Linked DNA regions of Mus musculus: regions 1 and 3 are each linked to region 2. Evidence: chromatin contacts called from public Hi-C and promoter capture Hi-C data. All regions are on one chromosome and are shown on one strand. The core of a region is the stretch at or near the end of the contact, and the rest is flanking DNA. Distances in the headings are between cores, read along the strand shown. Region 1 holds the start of Sptbn2 (spectrin beta, non-erythrocytic 2). Region 2 holds the start of Rnaseh2c (ribonuclease H2, subunit C). Region 3 holds the start of Map4k2 (mitogen-activated protein kinase kinase kinase kinase 2).

Evidence for each region. Promoter capture Hi-C pulls out the DNA fragments that hold promoters and counts their contacts. Hi-C and Micro-C count contacts between places; a contact is called where the count stands out from the background.
Region 1: a promoter capture Hi-C map of liver shows a contact between it and region 2, with 2.5 times the contacts expected there. The contact joins the promoter of Sptbn2 here to the promoter of Rnaseh2c in region 2. A contact is called at or near these places in 2 of 39 promoter capture datasets (both in liver) and 1 of 115 datasets of contacts at active chromatin or transcription factors (pancreatic cancer cells).
Region 3: a Hi-C map of B cells shows a contact between it and region 2, with 12 read pairs. The contact joins the promoter of Map4k2 here to the promoter of Rnaseh2c in region 2. A contact is called at or near these places in 6 of 39 promoter capture datasets (cranial neural crest, erythroid cells, hippocampal neurons and 2 more), 2 of 484 Hi-C or Micro-C datasets (B cells and CD8 T cells), 6 of 115 datasets of contacts at active chromatin or transcription factors (astrocytes, bone marrow-derived macrophages, embryonic forebrain and 3 more) and 3 of 9 other capture datasets (adipose tissue, liver and macrophages).

What each region holds. Positions count from the first base shown.
Region 1 is chr19:4,709,447-4,712,720 of GRCm38.p6, forward strand. It overlaps Sptbn2 (spectrin beta, non-erythrocytic 2), which reads left to right and starts at 1,762. Exons shown (of 37, transcript NM_021287.2): 1 at 1,762-2,198.
Region 2 is chr19:5,600,181-5,603,771 of GRCm38.p6, forward strand. Rnaseh2c (ribonuclease H2, subunit C) reads left to right here and starts at 1,693. Exons shown (of 4, transcript NM_026616.2): 1 at 1,693-1,900; 2 at 2,013-2,194; 3 at 2,270-2,389; 4 at 2,644-2,779. The coding sequence starts at 1,729. The coding sequence ends at 2,670. Kat5 (K(lysine) acetyltransferase 5) reads right to left here. Exons shown (of 14, transcript NM_178637.2): 13 at 3,454-3,535; 14 at 2,834-3,372. The coding sequence ends at 3,238.
Region 3 is chr19:6,339,388-6,342,994 of GRCm38.p6, forward strand. Map4k2 (mitogen-activated protein kinase kinase kinase kinase 2) reads left to right here and starts at 1,773. Exons shown (of 32, transcript NM_009006.3): 1 at 1,773-1,958; 2 at 2,072-2,129; 3 at 2,357-2,447; 4 at 2,516-2,580; 5 at 2,868-2,923; 6 at 3,223-3,270; 7 at 3,357-3,399. The coding sequence starts at 1,863. It overlaps Men1 (multiple endocrine neoplasia 1), which reads left to right. Exons shown (of 10, transcript NM_001168489.1): 9 at 1-116; 10 at 300-1,507. The coding sequence ends at 785.

The sequences.
Region 1 (3,274 bases), core at 512-3,011, 890 kb before region 2:
ACTCCAGAAGAGGGCGTCAGATCTCATTATGGATGGTTGTGAGCCACCATGTGGTTGCTGGGATTTGAACTCCGGACCTTTGGAAAAGCAGTCGGGTGCTCTTACCTGGTGGTTGCTGGGATTTGAACTCCGGACCTTTGGAAAAGCAGTCGGGTGCTCTTACCTGCTGAGCCATCTCACCAGCCCCCCTAAGTACAGATTTAAGGACATGCTACAAAACCAGGTTTGTTGGTTTGTTTGGAGACAAGTCTCACTTTGTAGTCCAGGCTGATCCTCTAACCTTCAAGCTTCAGCCTACTGGGTGCTTGGCTTAATTGTGTGAACCAGCACTCACAGTTCCCAAGTAGATATTAACCTCAGGGCATCCAACTCCAAGGCCAATGCTGCCCCTGGTACTAGGGATTGAACTCAAGGCCTTGTGCAAGGCCACTGATCGACCACTGGGCTACCCCAGACCCCAAATCTATACTTTTAATTCTTCTGCCCTACTCTTTCTCTGAACAGACTAAGAATCACAAGATAAGGAGTCTCTGCCGTAAGTTAACTTGGTTAATTTGGACTTCCACTTAGGTGTCTGAATATCATTTTGATTATTAATAAGAGTGAAAATTAGAATGCTTTTAAGGTTTTTCAAAAGATTGTGCAATACTGGAATGAAGAATTAATTTAAAAACACTATTCTTTTGGTCAATCACAAGACCTAATATCACCCTTGCCTACTCTAACCACAACCTAACAGGCTGTCTCTGAGACCCTCAGTTCCCAGAATCCTGAGCCACAGAAACGAAAGGTTTGCAGTTTGCCTGATGCTGAGCTGATTCCCATCTCATCATCAGTTTTAATGTCTCCTGGCCATGTTTCCATGACGACTATCATGTACAGCTTGGCCTAGTCCTGAACATCCTGACTACTCCGGCTCTGGGGTCAGGAGAAGCTCATGTTTACACTGCTGGATGGAGTGAGGTAGTTTTTTTGTTTTGTTTGTAATTACAAATTCTTGGCTGGCCTGGAATTCCCATGTAGAGCAGGCTGGCTTTGAACTCAGGATTTGCCTGTCTCTGCCTCTTTCTGAACTCTGGGATTAAAGGCGTAGCACATTCTACATAAGTGACTTTTTAAAAATCATAAACACCCTGAAATACAGTTTACAGAAGGCTAAATTCCCGTTTAATGATAGAATCTCAGATCTGATTAGCAGTTTAACAAAACTCCCCAGTCCCTCCCCAACCCACTTTATACACGAGGAAAACCAGGGCCAGATGGATAAAACAATGCAACTGTTTGGTGGTGGTAGCAAGGTTTTGTTTTACTTTACAGATTTTTTAAAACTACATTGAACACAGTGATCTTACTCTGTGAAAATCATACCTGAAAAGTAGTGTGATTACATGTAGCTGTTTTAGATATGCATACCTTCCCAGAAAGAAGCAAAATGGTAAAATTTAGTTAACGATAAAGCTATTTTAATACCCTAAGCTCAATAATTCACTGAAAGAACATTCTTTTTGTGGTCCTTTCTTGTCCATCTCAGGCATTCCTAGTGTATGAAAGGGCCTAGCTCTTCTCAGGAGTATAGAACCCAAAGGCTTGCTACAAAAATCCATCTTTTTTTTTTTTTTTTTTTTTTTTTCTCCCTTCTGGTACCTCCCTGAGCTTAGTTAGCTCTCCAATCTGGAGGAACAGTACTTTCAGAGCTGGAGTGGGGGTGGGAGTGTCACATGACATAACGCACTTTTAGCACCCACTGCTAGCACCCACTCTGTGCATTTGCTCTGATTTGGGCATATTTCCTTCCTCTCCTAGGCAGATAGCAGCTCACCTTGGTTAATGCCATTAAACCGTAGACCACTCAGCTGCTAATAAACCAGGAAGAAACCCGGCCGTGCTAGGACTAGAAATGTCCATCCCTGCCCCCAACCCCCTTAAGACAGTGACTAGGCCGGAATTCTCCTGGTTGATAAATGAGAGGAGCTGAGGAGCCGCTGTGATGACGGTTCCGAGAATCTGATTTGTGAGAAGGCGAATCTCCAGGAGCACCATGGAGATGCTTTTGGAAAGCGGGCCAGCCTACCTGCCAGAAGGAGGACGAGAGAAAGGGGGCAAGGCAGAGAGAAACGCTTAAGCGAGATGGCCTGGAGGTGCCCCAAAAGGGACCTTTGAAAAGGAAACGGAGGCCGCATCTCGGGGAAACCTCGGAGGTAAGTGACATTTAAAGGGGTTGCGCATCCAGGCAAAGGCGCGACAGAGACAAAGGTGGAATTCCAAACTGGGAAGAATAAGCCTGGTTAACTGTGGGTGGTACCCAGACGCCCAAGGGTGTCGCGGGGCTGGCGAGGACCGGAAGGTGGGGGTCAATCGGGGCATCCACGCGGAAGACAGTGGGGGGTCGGGAACTGGCGAAGGAGCGAACGTCCTGCGTTTGCCCCGGGGAAGGTCAGAGACCCCCTACCGGAGAACTACTGCAGGAACCTAGAGGGGCCGCGGTTGCCATGACGCCGGGTGGGGAGGGGGATGACTCGCGCCCCGCCCCAAGCCCCGCGGGGCCGCGAGCTCCAGATGGTCCCGGGCCTCCCGCGGGAGCCGACGGCCTGCGGCAGGGGGAGGCTATTGTCCTCCTTCCGCGGCGCCGCAGTCCCGCCGCTCGCGCCCGCGCGCAGCCGCCACGCGCCCCGCGGCCGCCGGCCCCGCGCGCCCCCCGCGCCGCTCGCGCCCTGTGACAGCGCCCTCCTGCCGTGCGCCCTGGGCCGCCCCGCCACCGCCGCCAGTAACCTCCCGCAACCACCCCTCGCGACCGGGCTGTGGGCGCGGCGACAAGTGTGCCCCCACTAGCCGCGCTCCCCGTGCCCGGCAGGCGCTCCGCACCCAGGTAGGTGCAGCCGGCGCCCCGGCCCGCTTTGTCCCGGCCGGCAAGGAGGCGCGCTTTGTGCGGCCGCGTGCAGGCGGCGGGGTCGGTCCTGGGGAGCTCAGGAGGGAGGATGCGACGCCGAGTTCCCGGGTCCTGTGCGGGACACCCAGGTATCGCTGTGAAGATTCTGGGGGCCGAGGCTTGGGGCACGCGGACCTCTATGGAGCGCAGAGAAGAGTCTGGAAGAGTTGGGCTGACAGACGCGCTGATGGATCGGGGTCGCCTGGGCTCGGAGCGCTTCTGGCAGCGCATGTTTTTAGCGGTGCGTCGGTTCCTGCGGCGGACCGGCCAGTGCTGGTAGTGGGACTGGGGACGCACTAGGTCTGCCTGGGGCCTGTGAATACCCAGCTTCATCTAGCTCCGCAGCTT
Region 2 (3,591 bases), core at 443-2,942:
CAAAAAACAAAACAAATTTTAAGGTCTGTACATGGTTGGTGGCAGAATTCCGCAGAAAAGATCCATACACATCTTAGCAGAGTCAAATCAGCAGCTTCAGTTAGACCACACGCTTGTCAGAGCAGCTGAGTCCCTTTGATAGTTGAAAGGTACAGCTAAGAGCTATTATTCGGGCTATTGATTAGTGGTTCAGGCTGGGAAAGCCCACTGGAACGTATGAGATGGCTTGACAATGGGTGTAAGGAGGTACAATATGTGCAGTGTGAGCTGGTGGGGCATGTGCAGTGAGCTGGTGGGGCATGTGCAATGAGCTGGTGGGGCATGTGCAGTGTGAGCTGGTGGGACATGTGCAGTGAGCTGGTGGGACATGTGCAGCGTGAGCTGGTGGGGCATGTGCAGTGAGCTGGTGGGGCATATGCAGTGAGCTGGTAGGACATGTGCAGTGTGAGCTGGTAGGACATGTGCAGTGAGCTGGTGGGGCATGTGCAGTGAGCTGGTGGGGCATGTGCAGTGAGCTGGTGGGGCATGTGCAGTGTGAGCTGGTGGGGCATGTGCAGTGTGAGCTGGTGGGAAATACAGCGCAGCTGGAAGGATTACTTGGAGACCAACAGTGAAATATTATTTGCTGGAATCTCCAAGTCTTAAGGCATGGAGACAGGCCAGGGGCAGTGTGTTTCCCTTGAGGTTTGAGCAGCCAGGCCCTGCCCTCAAGACTTCTCTAATCATTATGTCCAGCCCCACTGGAAATTAACCAGGCCCTGCCTTAAGGAAAAAACAAAACAAAACAAAACAAAACAAAACAAAACAAAACAAGCCAGGCATAGTGGCGCAGGCCTTTGATCCCAGCACAGGAGAGGCAGAGGCAGGCGGATTTCTGAGTTCAAGGCCAGCCAGGTCTACAGAGTGAGTTCCAGGACAACCAGGGCTACACAGAGAAACCCTATCTCAAACAAACGAACAAACAAAGAAAAGAAAAAACAAAACAACAAAACCCACCCAAGATGAAGCCACAGATTGCATCAGTCCCTGAGCTGCCCCAACATCAGGTTGCAAAATCCTTCCATTCTCAGAGCACTCTGGATAGTTCTGCCCCATCTCCAAAACCCTCCTGCTCCGTTCTTTGCTGCTTCTGAGCAGAGACAGCCGCCTTCCCTCCTGTCTCTTTTCCAATAACTCTCTTATGTGAGGTTTGTTGTAGGATGTGATTTCGTAGTATTTTTGGCTCCCAACTGCCAGGATACCTTTCTCCTCAGAGCTGTAACATTTACACTGGTTTTAGAGTCAAGTCAGGGGTCGGGTGTTCTTTCTTTGGCCTTTTTTCCCTACAGGATGGTAGTCCTAGAGCACGTGCTTAATATGTCCAAGGCCCTGAGTCCAATCCTCATCACCACCAAAAATAGTTTGTCAGACAACCTATTTAAATAGGACTCTTCTAGGAATCCGTTCAGTTTTTTGTTGTTGTTTGCTTGCTTTCAAACGACAAAAACCATAAAAATATTAGGGCTGGGTGGGCACGGTGGCGCAAGCTAAACCCCAGCACTGGGAAGTGGAGGCACAAGAATGAGATCACACATAAAGACTTGAGCACAGGAAGGCAGGTGCTTACAGAGAACAGCCAGAGAAAAGACTACGTTTCCCATAAGGCTCTGCATCTAGTGTGCTCGGTCTCCCGACAGGCCCTGCGTTCCTCACCCGCCAGCTTTTGCCTGAACCTTACAAGCTTCTGAGATGAAGAACCCGGAGGAAGCGGCAGACGGGAAACAGCGTATTCACCTGCGCCCTGGCTCGCTGCGTGGTGCCGCACCGGCTAAGCTGCACCTCCTGCCCTGCGACGTTCTAGTCAGCCGGCCGGCCCCGGTAGATCGCTTCTTCACGCCCGCCGTCCGCCACGATGCAGACGGTGAGTCCGAGCAGGCCCCGCGGCTCTCGGGCTTCGTGGCCCGCGGCAGACGCCACCCGTACATCCTCCCGTGGCCAGGCTGGCCTGATGGCTTTGCATGTCCCTCCTGCAGGGCTACAGGCGTCGTTTCGCGGTCGCGGCCTGCGGGGCGAGGAGGTAGCTGTGCCGCCAGGGTTTGCGGGATTCGTGATGGTGACGGAGGAGAAGGGAGAGGGGTTGATAGGGAAACTGAACTTCTCCGGGGACGCGGAGGACAAAGCGGACGAGGCGCAGGAGCCGCTGGAGCGGGACTTCGTGAGCAAAGGGAGATGGTAGGTTTGGGGTGAGGGCAGTAGCTGCTGTCCCGAGTCTCAACCCGGCCTTTTCCAGGACCGCCTTATCGGGGCCACCGGCAGCTTCAGCCATTTCACCTTGTGGGGTCTGGAAACGGTCCCGGGTCCAGATGCCAAAGTGCATAGGGCCCTAGGTTGGCCCAGCCTCGCAGCAGCGGTACGTATACTCAGGAGCCCTTTTCCTCCTCAGACTTGGTCAGTCCTTCTATCCGATTTGAATAGTGTCTCTAGTGATTTGGGGGCTTTAGGGCAATAAACACCACGGGGATCATGGCTCCGGAGGCCCAAACTCCCAGTGGTGGGGGGCATTCCCCACTTTTCTCTTAGACGAGGCTATCACCCTGAGCAGCTGGGTCCCCACCCAACTGCTGTGTATTATAAGTCACAAAGTAGAAGTGACTCCTGTTGCAGATTCACGCCCAGGTCCCTGAGGACTGAGAACCAGATCATGAGAATGACAGTCACAGATCCCTTCTCACCACTTGGAGCGACTGTTTCTATCCCAATAAATGAGATCTTCACAATGCCTGAGTCTGTGGGCACCTTAGCACCCTGAAGCTGCCATTACATGGCACCCAGTTTGGTAAGAACTCCTGATAGCTCTGCCTATATAAACAATTTATTTCTGGGGGCAAGAGGGGCCAGAACTTTGCAACCAGCGCCCACCCCACCCTCCAGCTCCTCCTTTATAAAAGAAATTTTTACAATCACCGGTCCTGTACAGAATGCTCCCCACCCATCTTAATGTACACAGCTGCCTGGATCCCTTTGGTCCACGTGTTCAGAGCGGACCTGGGCCAGTAAGCCAGTTATCCTCGGAGTTGGCCTAGACCTGAGCTTGCCTTGGCACTGGCCACTAGTGGGCCCCTCCTAGGCCTCTTCTCCTCTTGGGTCTGTTCTTCGGCCTGTCTCACTTTGCGTGCCTCTTCGAAGCTCAAATGGGACAAGACAGGGTGCTAGCCATGGTTCGGCCAGCTCTCGTGGTATGGCAATGGGTAGTGTGTGTCACCACTTTCCTCTCTTGCTCCAGTCTTTGGGAGTGAAGTGCAGACACTTGGAGTCAATCCGAAGGAGCCGCTTGAGCATAGCCCGCTCATGCCCATCCACGATGTCTTCTGACAGAGTTAGGATATACTGGCCCTGAGCAAGAGATAGAGCCAGCTCATGTCAGCTCAGAGCCTGCATCCATATCTCATCTATCCCCTGAGCATGCCTCCTAACCTTGTAGTAATTGATGAGGTTGAGATACTGCAGTGTGGAGATGACATCTTCTTTCTTGATACTAGTGATTTCACTGATCTCACTGTGGGGGTGGAAGTGGGGGAAAGTTCAGTCCCCTGAAGATATTCATCTGTCCCC
Region 3 (3,607 bases), core at 523-3,022, 740 kb after region 2:
ACCTGCTGCGATTTTATGATGGCATCTGCAAATGGGAGGAGGGTAGCCCCACACCAGTACTGCACGTAGGCTGGGCAACTTTCCTTGTGCAGTCCCTAGGCCGCTTCGAGGGACAGGTGAGAGGGGCCTATCCAGGGCATGGGAACTACAGGTGGTGACAGTAGTTGTAGGGGAGTGAGGTTACATTGCATGTGTATGAGTACAGATGAGAGGACACTGCTAGAGGGGTGGCCAGGAGCTGAGCCTAGAGGTCCCACGGATGATCCTCAGCCTTTCACTTGGCTTGCGCTTTTGCTCAGGTGCGGCAGAAGGTGCACATAGTTAGCCGGGAAGCAGAGGCGGCCGAGGCTGAAGAACCATGGGGGGATGAAGCCCGAGAAGGCCGTCGGCGTGGTCCCCGAAGAGAGTCCAAGCCTGAGGAGCCACCACCACCCAAGAAGCCTGCATTGGACAAGGGCCCGGGCTCAGGACAAAGTGCAGGGTCGGGACCACCTAGGAAAACGTCAGGGACTGTCCCAGGTACTACCCGCGGTGGCCAGGAAGTCGGCAATGCTGCTCAGGCTCCAGCACCTGCAGCATCGCCACCCCCAGAGGGCCCAGTGCTCACTTTCCAGAGTGAGAAGATGAAAGGCATGAAGGAGCTACTGGTGGCCACCAAGATCAACTCGAGCGCCATCAAGCTGCAACTCACGGCACAGTCGCAAGTGCAGATGAAGAAACAGAAAGTGTCCACACCCAGCGACTACACACTCTCTTTCCTAAAGCGGCAGCGCAAGGGCCTCTGAACTCTGATTCTGTGGCAAGGCCCCAGGCCTGCCCTCACTCCCAGCAGGCTTCACCCTCATCCTCTAATTCAAGCCTAGACTCCGCCCTCAGTCCTAGGGGACCCAGAGCTGTCCTGCAGTGACTAGGAGCCTTCATTTAGCCCCTCTTCAGGCCCCAGAGCCCTGGCTCAGTTCTTAGAATGTAGGTGTCATCCCCACCAGCCGGCCAATTGGAACCTCATTGTAGGTCCAATCCCCCGAAATTCAGTGGACCATGACAGGAGCCCAAGTCACGCCTGAACAGTAGGGCATTCCTCCCACTTGGGGGCTAGATTGACCTTAGCCCCAGAGCACAGTTGCTACCTGGAAACCAAGGACCATTCAGTCCCTAGGGGTAGATTTCCGCACTTTATATAGAGTTCCATCCTTTGGGAATCCAAATCCCTTACCCCAAAGAACTTACATATTGCTGCCCGAATTTGGAAATCTTCCTCGTCTCCCTAGCCCCTGAGTACAGGACATGAAGCTCCGACTCTTATCTGTGAATACTGAGCCTCGCCCCCTTCCTGACCAAACTGGCGCAAGAACAGAGCAGGACCTCTTCCAGCCCTCTGGGAACCTCCCTGAGGTCCCAGGAGGAAATCTGCACGGGGTGGGGGAGGGCCAGCCTCTTCCTGTTTTGTACATAGATTTATTTTTCAGTTCCAAGAAAGATAAATGCATTTTGTTAAGAAAAAAGAGAGATGTATGTATGTGTTTCATCTGAGAAATCGGGGATGGGGCGGGAGTGGATATCTGCTTTTGCTGTTTTAGGATTTTGAACTTTATGCTCTGCACCTGTAGCGCGGCGAGAATTGGGAGGGGTACCTAAGCTCCGCCCCTGCTTCTGGGACTTCCCCGCGCAACCAGGGCGCCTCCTCTCGGCCAGGCGGGCGGCGGGGCAGCCCCGGGCTGGCCCCGCCCCGGGCTGGCCCCGCCCCTACGGCCTCCGAGTCTCGGCGCTGCCCCTGCCTGCCCGCTCGCTTCGCCCCGCCCCACCCCGCGCCGCTCCGCGCCGGCTCCGCAGCTTGCGCCCGCCGGCGGGTCCGGCGCCGGGCCATGGCGCTGTTGCGGGACGTGTCGCTGCAGGATCCGCGGGACCGCTTCGAGCTGCTACAGCGTGTGGGGGCCGGGACCTATGGCGACGTTTACAAGGTGCGCTGAGCGGGGCTGCGGGACGGGCGGGAGCGCAGGAGGAGGGTGCATCTTCACGTCCCGCCGCGGGAACCCCGGCCCCGCCCCCTCCTCACCCCGCTTCTCGCCCCTAGGCCCGTGACACCGTCACGTCCGAACTGGCCGCGGTGAAGATCGTCAAGCTAGACCCAGGTGTGGGCCCGGGTGGGGCCTCTGTGCTCCTGGGAGGCGGGCGGGTGAGCTGGCGGGGGCAGAGAGTTAACATTTTCTAGACCCCCCCGTGAAGCCGACCCCAGGAGAAACTAAGGTTTGGCACCTGCTCGGCAAGGAGAGAAATACTCTATGCTCATTTTGCACATAGGGACAGAGTCTAGGCTATTCGTTCCCCCCCCCCCCCCATAATGCCTTGTGCTCCCCAGGGGACGACATCAGCTCTCTTCAGCAGGAAATCACCATCCTTCGTGAATGCCGCCACCCCAATGTCGTGGCCTACATCGGCAGCTACCTCAGGTGAGGTTGTTTATCCTCTTACCCTCTTGTGCCTTGCATTGTGCCACCCCAGCTCTCTGTCTCCCCAGGAATGACCGATTGTGGATCTGTATGGAGTTCTGTGGAGGAGGGTCACTGCAGGAGATTTACCACGGTGAGATCCAGACTCCATGGACATGGCCTTTCCCGATCCCAACATAGGGGTAGGAAGGCATCCTTCTGGCTGCACTTGGACTCCTCTTAGCTTCTGACTGGCTGTGTGACCTTGAGAGAAATACTATCCTCCTCTGGGCTCAGTTTCCCAGCCTGAGTCTGGAAGAAATTTGGCTAACATCACTTTGCTGTAGTGGTGCCTGCTGCTCCCCACTCTGCAGGGTGGGTAGGGAGGGTCAGCATATCCCTCAGGCTCTTTCTCTTCAGCCCCCATTCTGTATGTTTCAGCCACTGGGCCCCTGGAAGAACGGCAGATTGCCTATGTTTGCCGGGAGGCACTGAAGGTATGGGGCTCATAGGCAGCACCCATTTTGGAATCCTCAGGAGTGTGGGCCCAACACATCTGGCCAGTGGGAGATTGGGACCTTGGGATGGGCTGACTCAGGGGGTGGAGGTCCTAGCAGGAGGGGGCCCCCCAGTTCTGTTGCCGGAAGCAGCCTATTTCCCTCTTGGCTCATTCACTTCCTGCTTGGGGAGAGGGGTGGAGGAAGCAGCTTGGGTGGGGGGCCCAGTCCTGAGGAGGGGCTCAGAAGAGATAATTAGTGCAAAGCAGCTGTCCTCAGAGACTTCTGTTTGTCTCCAGGGGCTCCACCACCTGCATTCTCAGGGGAAAATTCACCGAGACATTAAGGTAGGGGGTCAGCCAAGGGCATGGTTCAAATGAGGAGGAAGCCGCCAGGCACCTGACACAATCCTTTCTGTGTGTTCCCCCAACAGGGTGCCAACCTTCTGCTCACTCTGCAGGGTGATGTCAAGCTGGGTCAGTACCCGGGGGACACTCAGGGACCATAGAACTGAGTGCTGGAGATCCCAGTCACTTTACTGTTTGAGCCTCAGTGTCCCCATTTAGAAGATGTAGCATTATTGCCTGCCAGTAGTTGGCTGTATGAGATTGGCTGGGGAGGGATCTGACATGGCATTGTTTTTAGAGATGGAAGGGTGGGGACCCCTCTCAGAAGAGGGGCCTG